2 separate regions of the Aedes aegypti genome follow, and region 2 is linked to region 1. Evidence: chromatin contacts called from public Hi-C data. All regions are on one chromosome and are shown on one strand. Each heading gives the region's core, a stretch centred on a gene start, on an enhancer-like site or on the middle of the called end of the contact. The rest is flanking DNA. Distances are from core to core; before and after follow the strand shown. Region 1 overlaps LOC5578520 (polypyrimidine tract-binding protein 2). Region 2 overlaps LOC5578520 (polypyrimidine tract-binding protein 2).

Region 1 (5,848 bases), core at 13-2,512:
AAAACAAACCGGTATTCTTATGCTTGAAATACATAGTTTCCCGGTGTGTTCTCAAAATTCCCGGGTATTTCCCGTATTCTTCCCGGTCATTTGTAATTCCCGCGTTTTTCCCGCTTATCCCGGATGGATGGACACCCTACTGAGAGGATTCTCCTCAGAACCCTAGGGGGTTCTCTTCAGAATCTTAAGATGATTCCTCTCACTTTCTTAAGAGGATTTTCCTCTAAAAGCTCAGAGAATTCTCCTCAGAATCCTGTGGGACTAGAGTACACCTGCTTATAAGTAAGAAAAAATCTCTTATAATCGCCAAAGAATATTCTAAGAGAGAAGAATCCGTAGAGGATTTCAATCCGTAGAGGATTTCAATAGGATTCTGTGTGATTTATTAATAGAATCTTGCGAAGAAGCCCAAAAAAATTCTGGGAGGATTCTCAACAAGAATACTGAGGGGATTTTAAACAACAATTCGAAGAACATATCAACAGAATTTACTCTGAGAAGACACTTGTTGTACACCCAAACAAAAACCGGAACCACATCCCAAAGCGTGAACTGCTTGCAAAAGCAGAACAAGTTCCTTCGACTCGGTATCGATCAGAAGGGAACGCAAGAAACATCGCACAACTACACGTGGTTCTCGCCGGTTACTTTTCCCGCTATCATTCGCATTTTTTTTTATCCGTGGTTCGATTCTAGCGAAGCACAACAGTTTTTTGGTAAGGTTTTCTTTGTGCGATAATCCGTCGTCATCGCACACCACCATTGACCGCGATCATCTTTGTGAAGTGTGAGTGCGTTCGATCAAAAAATCCACCTTTGTCGCTGCCCTCTGTGCACATGTGAAGCCGCGGATGTGTGTGTCGACTGACACTGGATTATGTTTATATTACTTCAGCGCCTACTACGATGATGCGGCGATTGGGATTTTTTTTTCGTTATTTCGGCGGATAACAAGATTGAGGGAAAGAAGTGCGGGGCGATGGCTTGCTTTGTGCTTGTGTTGCACAAAAAATAAAAGTTAAAAAGGGAATAGAAGGAAAAGGGCGAAAACCGACAAAAATGCATCGTTTTGGAAGTCGATTGTCGAAGTCGTGTTATTTTTCTGCGTGGGTCGCGGATTATTCTTATTCAATTTGGAGGATTTTTTTTTCCGTCGGATGATGAAGAGTCAGGTAATTTGCGAGTACCGGGAACAAACAACAATAAATTCTTGTGTGTTTGCGCAAAACTTTGTCCGAGATTCGCGATGTGCAAAGGGAATAGTTCGCATAGGCATGGGCGTTCCTAGGTTTCCTATCAGAGGGGGGCGAGCGAACTCAAAAGATTATTCACAAAATGTAAGCAAAATCGATCTTTATACACAACGTCATAAACAAATCACTGAAAGCAGAATTGAGTCTAAAAGCGCGATCCGATTTTAATAGGAGAAATCTCGTGTAACTTTCAAAAAGACTTATGTGACAATTAAAGATTCTTTCCTCTCTCGCTCTCTTCGGTTTATAACAGTGCAATACTAAAGCTTTTGGGAAGTTTTTCACTGTAGATTGAAAAACGCAACAGAAGAGGTTAATGTGGCTTTATTGATTAAAGAGAAAGTGAACAAAGAGAGCCTCTCAATGTTAGATAGATCCCTTTACTAACATTTCCTATTTGCCAACATTTCTCGCGTAACTTTTTAGCAAGAGCTCGAAATTCTTCAGACATCCTTGAAAAGGTTTTTCCAAGAATTCCCCTCCGAGAAGTCTGACAGAAATTCTCCCAACAGAGTGTTCCGGGATTCCTGTAGAGATTTCTTGAAATGCATCCAAGGATTCCATCAAAGTTTCTTTTAGAGACATTCCTGAGAAAACTCTGAACATTCTTTCAGTATTTTCTCCAGAAATTCTTCCTGGCTTACATCCTAAGATTTTTCCAAAGTTAACACCAACCACTACTCCAAGATTCTAAGAATTTATCTCTAATCACCAAAATGGCTATATAGGTTCAAACCAAATTTCTCCATGGACTTCTTGAGAAATTCATATTAATAACAGTAAATTTTTTAAAAGCTCTCTTGTATGTTTTTTAACAAGGCTTCCAATTCTAAATATATGCTCTCAAGAATTATTTGAAAATACACATCAAACACTCTCATAGGAATTTCTCTAAAATATGTCTCAGAATTTTCTTAACATGCTGAAATTCATGAATTCCAAAAAGTAATATTTTTAAAAATTTACATATTTGTTTCTGCAGAGGAACATTTCATATAAAAATGATAGTAAAATTTGAAGAAGTATCCTTGAAAGAATTCCCGTTTGAATGTATGTAGGAATTCTAAGGAAAAAATATTTAAGTGCTTCCTATGCAAAGCAAATATCATGAATTATTGATACAGATACCAATGCCAAATAATTTAGGTAAACTTAGCTGTAATTCCTGAAGAACTCTGAAACACAACACTTTAGATATTTTTGGTTTAATTCTTGGATTATTTTCAGAAGAAATTCTTGAAAATTTTCGAGTTTATTATAACAATTTTTGAGGATTTCTTGTCAGGAAGAAATTAGTGATAAAATAAAAGAGTTGCCAGTAGAATATTACAGCAATTAGTCCATCGAAAATCTGCTCCAGATTCCGTCGGAAATCTGATCCAGATTCTTTCGGGAATCTCCTCCAGATTCCGTCGGGAGTCTGCTCCAGATGCCGTCGGGATTCTGCTCCAGATTCCGTTGGGAATCGTTTTTAGATTCCATTGGGAAACTGCACCAGATTGGGTAGAAAATTTGCTCTATATTGCGTGGAAAGTCTGCTCTAGATTCTGTCGGAAATCTGCTCCAAATTGCGTCTGAAATCTGCTCTACATTCCGGTCGAAACCTGCTCTACATTCCAGTTGGAATCTGCTCCATATTCCGTTGGAAATCCGCTCTAGATTTCATCTGGAATATGCTTCTGATTACGTCTGCAACCTGCTCCAGTTTCCGTTGAGAATCTTCTTTAGATTTCATCTGCAATCGGCTCCAGATTTCGTTTGGAATCTGCTCCAGATTCCTTCTGGAACCAGCTGCAGATTTTCGGATTTCCGGGAGGAAAATACTCCGGACTTCCGGGAGGAAAGTCCTCCGGATTTGCGGGACGAAAGTCCTCCGAATTTGCGGGACGAAAGTCCTCCGGATTTGCGGGACGAAAATCCTCCGCATTTGCGGGACGAAAGTCCTCCGGATTTCTCCAAAGAATGTCTATTTTTTCACCTGAAACTCCTTCAAGTATTTCTTCATGGTTATTTCTCAAGGAATTTATGTTGAAAAATTCCACCATGAAATAATTCAGAGATTTTTTTCAAAGACATTTTCAAGGATTTCAATAGTTCCATCAGGGATTTTCCAGAAATTTCACTACAAAATCCTCCAGAGGTTCCACCTGCAATTTCTTTATTCAGAGTTCTACCAGTGATCCCTCAAGGGACTCTAAAAAACCTTCAGGGACTTCCCAAGGAATTTCTCTTGGAAATTTTGCCGCCAAATAATTCAGAGATTCTTTTGAAAACTCCTCCAAGGATTACAATATTTCTTTGGGGCACTTCGAGGGTTTCATCAGGGAGTCCAGCAATTTCTCGAGGGATATCTCCACAGAATTCCTTCGGGAATTCGTCTAGAAACTCCTTCAGCGATTCTTCAATGAATTGATCCAGGCAAATTTCACCGCTTCATAATTTAGGTTTTTTTCGTAAAAACTTCTCCAGGAACGCAAGTAATTCCTTCATAGATTTCATCTCGACATAATGCAGATATTTTCTCGAAATTTTTGCGAGGACTTTTTCAATAATTCCCCCTGTCATTCTTCTGGAATTTCACCATTCCTCCAGAGATTCTTCCAAGATTTACTTCTTCAATTTATCCAGAGATTGCTAAAAATGATCTTTCAGACAAATCTCCTGGAAATTTCCCAGTGATTCTATCAAGGATTTCTCTAGGGATCTACCAAGGATTACTCCAGGAATTACTTCTGCAATTTCTTTAGGATTTGCTTTAAAAAACCTCCAGGGACTTCCCAGGAATGCCTCAAGGGCATTCTGCCGCCAAATAATTCAGAGATTCTTTTGAAAACTCCTCCAAGGATTACAATATTTCTTTCAAAGATTTTACCTTCACATTATTCAGATACTTTCCATAAATTTCCTCAAAGATTCCCCTAGAGACTCTTTCCCGAATTCTTCCACAGATTTCCCCAGAAATTCTCGCTAGATAACTCAACGGGACTCCTCCAGGATTCCATCGGGCAGAATTCTCCTGAAAATCCTGAGAGAATTCTCCTCATTATCCTGAAAGCATTCTCCTCGGAATCCTCAGAAGATTCTCCTCAAAATCCTGAGAGGATTCTGCTCTGAATCATGAGAGGTTTCTTCAAATTCCCTAAAGAATTCTCCTCCTGAAAGGATTCTCCTCAGAGTCCAGAGAGGATTCTCCTCAGAATTCTGAGCGAATTCTCTTCGGACACCTCAGAGGATTCCCTTCAGAATCTCAAGAGGATTCTACTCTAAAAACTCAGAGCATTCTCCTCACTTTCCTGAGCGGATTTACTTCAGAATCGTCAGAGGATTCTCCTCCAAATTCTTCTCAGAATCCTAAAAAGATTCTCGTCAGAATCCATAGAGGATTTTCCTCAGAATCGTGAGAGGATTCTCCGCATACACCAAGAGGATTTTTCTCAAAATCCTGAGAAGATTTTTCTCAAAATCCTGAGAAGATTTTTCTCAGAATATTGAAAAGATTCTCCTCAGAATCCGTAGAGGGTTCTCCTTAGAATCCTGAGAGAATTCTCCTTAGAAAACTGAGAGGATTCTCCTCAGAAACCCAAGAGCATTCTCTTCGGAATCCTGAGAGGATTCTCCTCAGAATTGTCCTCAAAATCCTGAAAGGATTCTCCTCACAATTCCGGGAGCATTCTCCACAGAGTCCTGAAAGGGTTCTCCTCAGAATCCTGAGAGAATTCTTCTCAGAATCTTTAGAGGATTTTCCTCGGAATTCTGAGAGGATTCTTTCCGGAACCCTGAGAGGATTCTCCTCAGAGTTGTCCTCAAAATCCTGAGTGGATTCTTCTCACAATCTTAAGAGGATTCTCTTCAGAATCTCGAGAAATTTCTCCTTAGAATCTTGAGAGGATTCTCTTCAGAATCCTGAGAAGAATCTCCTCGGAATCTTGAGAGGATTTTCCTCAGAGTTGTCCTTAAAATCCCGAGAGGAATCAACTCACAATGTTAAGAGGATTCTCCTCAGAATCCTGAGAGGATTATCCTCAAAATCGTGATAGGATTCTCCTGAGATCTTGAGAAGATTCTCCTTAGATAAAATACTCTTTGGAATCAGGAGAAGATTCTCCTCGGAATCCTAAGAGGATTTTCCTCAGAATTGTCCTCAAAACCCTGAGAGGATTCTCTTCAATACCCTGAGAGGATTCTCCTCACAATCATGAGAGTATTCTCCTCAGAATCTCAATGTTCGCCTTAGAATCTCGAGAGAAATCTCTTCAGAATCTTTAGATTTCTCCTCGAAATCCTCAGAAGATTCTCCTCGGAATCCTGAGAGAATTCTCCTCAGAATATTCAGAATATTGAGAGAAATCTCTTCGGAATCCTGAGAAGAATTTTTCGAAGGAATTTCTCCATAAGCTACTTAATGTATTTCTTATGTGGAATTTCTTTAAGACAAAGATTGTTCAGACAAGGAGAACTTCTACAAGGATTCCAGTATTTCTTTCAAAAATTTCCTCAAAGATTTTACCAAGAAATAAATTGAGATAGTTTCCAGAAATTCCTCCAGGAATACTTTCGGAGACTCCTCCGAGAATTACCTCTGGGATTTCTCTCTA
Region 2 (6,316 bases), core at 3,015-5,514, 200 kb before region 1:
AAAAGCCTTTGAAAGCTTCTAGGAGAAGCCTTTGAAAGCTTCTAGGAGAAGCATTTCCAAGCTTCTTAAAGAAGCCTTTCCAAGCTTCTAAAAGAAGCCTTTCCAAGCTTCTAGGAGAAGCCTTTCCAAGCTTCTAGGAGAAGCCTTTCCAAGCTTCTAGGAAAAGCCTTTCCAAGCTTCTAGGAGAAGCCTTTCCAAGCTTCTTAGAGAAGCCTTTCCAAGCTTCTTGTGGGAAGCCTTTCCAAGCTTCTAGGAGAAGCCTTTCCAAGCTTCCAGGAAAAGCCTTTCCAAGCTTTTAGGAGTAGCCTTTCCAAGCTTCTAGGAGAAGCTATTCCAAGCTTCTAGGAGAAGCCATTCCAAGCTTCTAGGAGAAGCCTTTCCAAGCTTCTAGGAGAAGCTTTTCTAAGCTTCTAGGAGAAGCTTTTCCAAGCTTCAATGAAAAACTTTTCCAAGCATCTAGGAGAAGCTTTTCCAAGGTTCTAGGAGAAGCTTTTCCAAGTTTCTAGGAAAAGCTTTGCCAATCTTCTAGGAGAAGCCCTTCCAAGCTTCTAGAAGAAGCTTTTCCAAGCTTGTTAGAGAAGCTTTTCCAAGCTTCTAGGAGAAGCTCTTGCAAACTTCTAGGAGAAGCTCTTCCAATTTTTAAGGAGCAACTTTTCCATGCATCCAGGAGACGCTCTTCCATTTCCAAGCTTCTATGAAAAGCTTTTTCAAGCTTCTAAGAGAAGCTTTTCCAAGCTTCTAAGAGAAGCTTTTCCAAGCTTCTAAGAGAAGCTTTTCCAAGCTTCTAAGAGAAGCTTTTCCAAGCTTCTAAGAGAAGCTTTTTCAAGCTTCTTAGAGAAGCTGTTCCAAGCTTCTAAGAGAAGCTGTTCCAAGCTTCTAAGAGAAGCTGTTTCAAGCTTCTAAGAGAAGCTGTTCCAAGCTTCTAAGAGAAGCTGTTCCAAGCCTTAAGAGAAGCTGTTCCAAGCTTCTAAGAAAAGCTGTTCCAAGCTTCTAAGAAAATCTGTTCCAAGCTTCTAAGAGAAGCTGTTCCAAGCTTCTAAGAGAAGCTGTTCCAAGCTTCTAAGAGAATCTGTTCCAAGCTTCTAGGAAAAGCGCTTCCAAGCTTCTAGGAGATGCTCTTCCAAGCTTCTAACAGAAGCTCTACCAAGCTTCTAAGAAAAGCTCTTTCAAACTTCTATGAGAATATTTTCCAAGCTTTCAGGAGAATATCTTCCAAGCATCTAGCAGAAAATCATCCAAGCTTCTAGGAGAAGCTTTCCCAAGCTCATAGGAGAAGCTTTTCCAAGCTTCTAGGAGAAGCTTCTTCAAGCTTCTAGGAGAAGCCTTTCCAAGCTTCTTGGAGAAGCCTTTCCAAGCTGCTAGGAGAAGGTTTTCCAAACATATTGGAGAAGCTTTTCAAAGTTTTTAACAAAACCTCTCCCAAGCTTCTAGAAAAAGCTTTTCCAAGCTTCTAGGAACAGCTCATCCATGCTTCTAGGAAAAACTTTTCCAAGCTTCAAGGAGAAGCCTTTCCAAGCTTCTAGGAAAAGCCTTTCCAAGCTTTTAGGAGAAACCTATGCTAGCATCTAATAGAAGTTCTACTAACTTCCAGAAGAACCTTTCATTGGTTTCTGGTGAAATGTCAGGAGAATCTTTGCTAATAATCTAATAGAAGGTTTATCTAGCAGCAAAATAAATGCTTTGAAAGCATCTTTTAAGCTTTTTACGCTTGCGGTACACGCTTTTTAAACTTCAATGCTTATGAAGAAAAGCAAGCTCTTCTGGACCAACTATCAGACTTTTGTTTCTACTTTTTTGAAGAGAATATAAGTTACTTTATTTTAGAGAGTAGAGACACTGAGATAAGCTTTTCCAAACCAAGATGAAGCGCTAATAAACTTTTTTAAGCATATGAATGGAGCTTGTCCAAAAATACACAGAGTAGCTTTTCAGAAGGATTTTCATGCTTCTGGGTCTCGTTTTTCCTAGCATTTGAGAAAACATGTTGCTAGTCTATGAGAATATTTTTTTCAAGCTACTGAAAAAAGCTACAATAAATTTTGTGGAGAAGCTTTTGTAGGCTTTTTTGAGAAGCTATTGCAAGCACTCCGGAGAAGCTTTTGCAAGCTTCTTGGAGAAGCATTGGGAGCTCTTAGAATGAGCTTTAGATAGCTTCTTGGAATAGCATGTGAAAGCTCCTTGAAAAAGAATTTTTCAGCTTCTCATAGACTTTATTTTTTGGAGAAGTTTTTAAAAGCTTCTCGAAAATGCATTAGGAAGATTTATGTAGAAAATTTGTAGGAGTAGCATTCCGAAGTAGTGCATTAAAACAAAATTGTATCACAATTATATTTATTTTGATAGAAACGGTTTATTATACAATTATAACAGAAAACGTTACAAATGTTGTTTTAAATTTGTTTTAGTCAATACCGTAAAATCGGGTGTAATTGATCAGAAGGGTGAAATTGATCATCGTATCACACGATTTTATTTATTCGTAATGGAGCACAAATATCAATGTAAGCTGCAGTAAATGAACGTTGCTTGTCGTAACTATTGTAGAATTGTGTGTTGTGAAGTTTTTTGCATTAAAGAATGTTTATTACTATGAAAATAACGTAAAATTTCAAAATTTTGCACAGTGCAGTATTGACAAACAGCTATGAACTTCTAGTTTTAAACAAGGATTTGAACATGGTATAAAACTAAAAGTTTGTGAGGATGCTTGAGATATATCCCCAAACCAGATTTCATCACTAAAACTCGTACCAATTAGCTCATATGGTTGAAATAATTGAATTTCTGTTAGATATCATTGAATTCCTTAGGAAATTGCATACATTTAGGCGTTTTCCGCGTAATTCTTGAAATTTAACTATTCGTTATTTATGTAAATATTGCATTGTTAAGAATTTCACAAGCATATTCGGATTCAGGGAGCTCAAATTTATCATATAGAGTTGTTTTAGAAACTAACAATAATGGCATTGACAAGTGATCAATTTCACCCCGAAATGAGATCCTCTGATTTTTTATTTTAAAGGTATTTGATAAAACTAAAATGACATTTGTTAGAAAATTTCGGTACATAAGTCGATGAGGCTCACCTTCGTACTTGTTTTCCTGCATTTAGTTGTTTGGCATTGTTAACATTATAGAAAACAGACTAGAAAAACCGTGGAAAATGATCAATTACACCCGAAATTACGGTACATACATACTAACAGAGTTTATTCTCAAAGAATCTAAGAGCATTTGCTCATACATCATTTTGTTTAACATAGAGGAAACATGCTATACTTAAACGTGCTAACTAAGTAACAAACTCTTACAAATATGTTGTAATCCACTGCTCGGGTTTGCAAGCTTTTGAAACAAGCTTTCGCAAGTTTCTTGAAAGATGCTCATGCAAGTATCCTGGAAAAGCTTTTTCAAGCATTTTGGAATAAATTTTGAAAAATTTGAGGACAAGAGTTTGCAATCCTTGTATGAGAAGCATTTTTTGGAGATACGTTTTCATGTTTTTGAAGAATAATTACGATTTTTTTGGAGAAGCTTTTGTAATTTTTTTTTTGGAGAAGCATTAACACGCTTTTCTGAGAAGGTTCTTTGAAAAGCGCTAGTAAGCTTTCTCGAGAAGCTTATGCAAGCTTCTTAAAAATGCATTTGCTTATACGAAAAGTATTTTAAGCTTTTTCTAGAAGCATTTCTATGCTTCTTGGGGAAGCATTCATCATTTTATTTTAAACAAATGATTTTTTTAGTAGTGTGATCTAGGAATCTGATTCAAACGCCTTCAAAAACTTATCAATTACTCAAAACGTTATTTCTGTATTCTGCCGGTAGCTACAATACGATTTCCTACTGTATCCATTCCTGACTCTTCTTTTGCTTCTATTATAACTTAATGCATCCGCCCTTACGTCCCTCCAGTCCACAAACAAACCGTCAGAATGGAACCCCCTTCCGAATAGCTCACACGTTCAACTCTTTTGCCATTGACCGGAATATTATTAACACTACCGAACGGCAATGACGACTCCCAGTGCGGCACACCAATACTTGCGCGAATTTCTCTCTCGGCTCGGGGTCCAGTCGAACCACTTGATCCATTCGCTACGCTACCGGTTTTCTGACCGCCGCAGCAGCCGCCGGCCGGCCTCATGCGCGCTTCTTCGCTCAAGAATCACTCATTCGTGATTGAGTCAGCACCGCCGCCGCCTTTACCTCGCGGCCCATGCTCTCGGTCATCCGACAGAGTCTGTGTCTATGTGCTAGATACCGCACTCCATCACGCTTCGATGATTTAACACCCATACCGGAGCAGAGCTCGCACATGAAGCTAGGTGCGATACGAGTGAGCTAAAGTGACTTAAACGAATGGCTTCTGTTCGGCATTCGCTTGACTGAGAACGAGACACTCACGAGAGAGTACACGAGTGAGAACGAGCTGAATCGAGAGTGAGTGAACACGTTCAGTGGAGGCACTCTCTCTCTCTCGTTCGTCATCGCGAAACGAGAGAGAATGAAGGAACGCGGATAATCGAATTTTCAAGGTTAACTCACCGGTGAGCTGCGCGCGTAGCGCAGACAATTGTAAGGTTTCCTCAATCTCTCCGCGCGCGCTCACTCTCTCTTTCTCGGTTGCTTTTGTTTTACGACGACGACATTCCCGATTCTCGTCGTTTCTTCTGGGCCGAATACAGCTAATCTAAGTCAATTGTGGGGGCGTCGACGCGGCGGGTGTCAAGCAATCGATTGGCTTATCTTGAGCTTAGTAGCCGACTTAGTCGGCTTACCGAGAGCTCAGCTAACAGAATGTGATTTACGATGAGTGTGTCGCTCCGACTAGAGACCGGCCGTTGACTTCCATACAAGCATTATTCCAAGCGTTCGGTCGCGATCGGCTTAATGGTTTTTCGAAAACAGTCAGCGGTCGGCAACGCACATGGAATAAATTGGCTAATTTGAGGAGGATCTTTTTCGCGATTAGGAATAGGAACTCGCGCCTCGTGGAGTGAATGAATCCGTAGGAGGTCGGACCGCAATCCATGCTTTTGAACCATGTGAAGCTAATGGCTAATGGAGTTCGAAATGGGCAACAATTGACGTGATTTTGCACTGAAGAAGTTTCCTGCCGCTAAATTAGGGGGGTAATTTTCGCCTGAAACTGGTTCGGAAGGTCACCGGTTTGGAGGATTTGAGCTAATGGGGAAATTCCAGAACGGTCGAACAATTGTTGATGGTTGGATCTCTTGGGAGACTTTTAAAGATAATTAAATCATAACGATCTGTACACGTGTTCGTAATTAACAACAAAAATAAATCAGTAGGACTGTTTCGGACGGATCTGTTGCAGATTTTCCCAAAAAATCTAAATCAAATACGAACTGAAATCTGTTTTAGATTCCAACTGAACTATAGCTCTTAAATTCAAATTGGAATTTGTCTCAGATAACCATTGAAATGTGACTTGGATTCCAACTGTAGTCTGTCTTCGGTTCAAACCAGAATCTGATTTAAATTACAACTGGAATCTTCACGGAGATAAATTTTAATGGTTTTTTTGATGACCGTACGATTCGTAGTTGCTACCAGAATAACCGAAATTGCACAAGGAATCAACATACGAAACTTGGGAGTAGCTTACCATCTTCAGTGTACAATTTCGAGAACTCCAAACATTAAAAAGTCAATAACGGGGCCGGCGACTAAGATCGTCATCGGGGAGGGGAGGAATGTTAGTGTGACATCCAGTGTTACAGAAGACCGAGTATACCTCTGCATCTGGGATTTAGAATCTACATAATCTGGGTTAACTTTGGTAAGTTATTCTTCTGAACAAAATATATGTCGACACCTCTGGTGACGAACTATTCAAAGATTATAGACATTTACGTGTGATAAGTGTTGGATTCATGGAACATGATTTAAAATAGTCTTCTATCAGTCTACACGTCGAATTTTTTTTTTCTTCAAATTATTAAAACAGAAGAAGAGGCATGTCTCCTTCAATATGTGTAAGGATGAGGGTACATATATTTCACTCATTTATAATAGAAGCATGAAACGAGCTCACCAAATGATAATCCCTCGTCGACTGGGCAGCCCTAAATCACTTAAATTTCGTCATCAACACGACTGACGCATACGGGCTATTTGATTAATACGCGCTGCTTAGGCTTTACGCAGCATTCAAGTATATTTTTTTAAAGAAAATTTAGCCTAAATTGAGTAATTGAGCTAAATGGAAGTTTTTTTCTCAGATTCCGATTAAGTTTTGTTAAACATTTCTAGAAAAAGCTTTTCCAAGCTCTTAGTAGAAACTTTTTGA

Evidence for each region. A called contact is a pair of places that touch in the nucleus more often than the background predicts.
Region 2: a contact with region 1 is called in a Hi-C map of whole pupa, with 6 times the contacts expected there. The contact joins two enhancer-like sites. A contact is called at or near these places in 2 of 2 Hi-C or Micro-C datasets (whole body and whole pupa).

The regions. Positions count from the first base shown.
Region 1 is chr1:219,159,430-219,165,277 of AaegL5.0, reverse strand. All of the region lies in intron 2 of LOC5578520 (polypyrimidine tract-binding protein 2), which reads right to left. Among protein-coding and RNA genes, the nearest start is that of Trnaw-cca, 23 kb to the right of the region's middle. Within about 2 kb of position 1,262, at least 2 of the 3 cell types and tissues checked have open chromatin away from gene starts, as enhancers often do.
Region 2 is chr1:219,358,894-219,365,209 of AaegL5.0, reverse strand. All of the region lies in intron 2 of LOC5578520 (polypyrimidine tract-binding protein 2), which reads right to left. Among protein-coding and RNA genes, the nearest start is that of Trnaq-cug, 170 kb to the right of the region's middle. Within about 2 kb of position 4,264, at least 1 of the 3 cell types and tissues checked has open chromatin away from gene starts, as enhancers often do.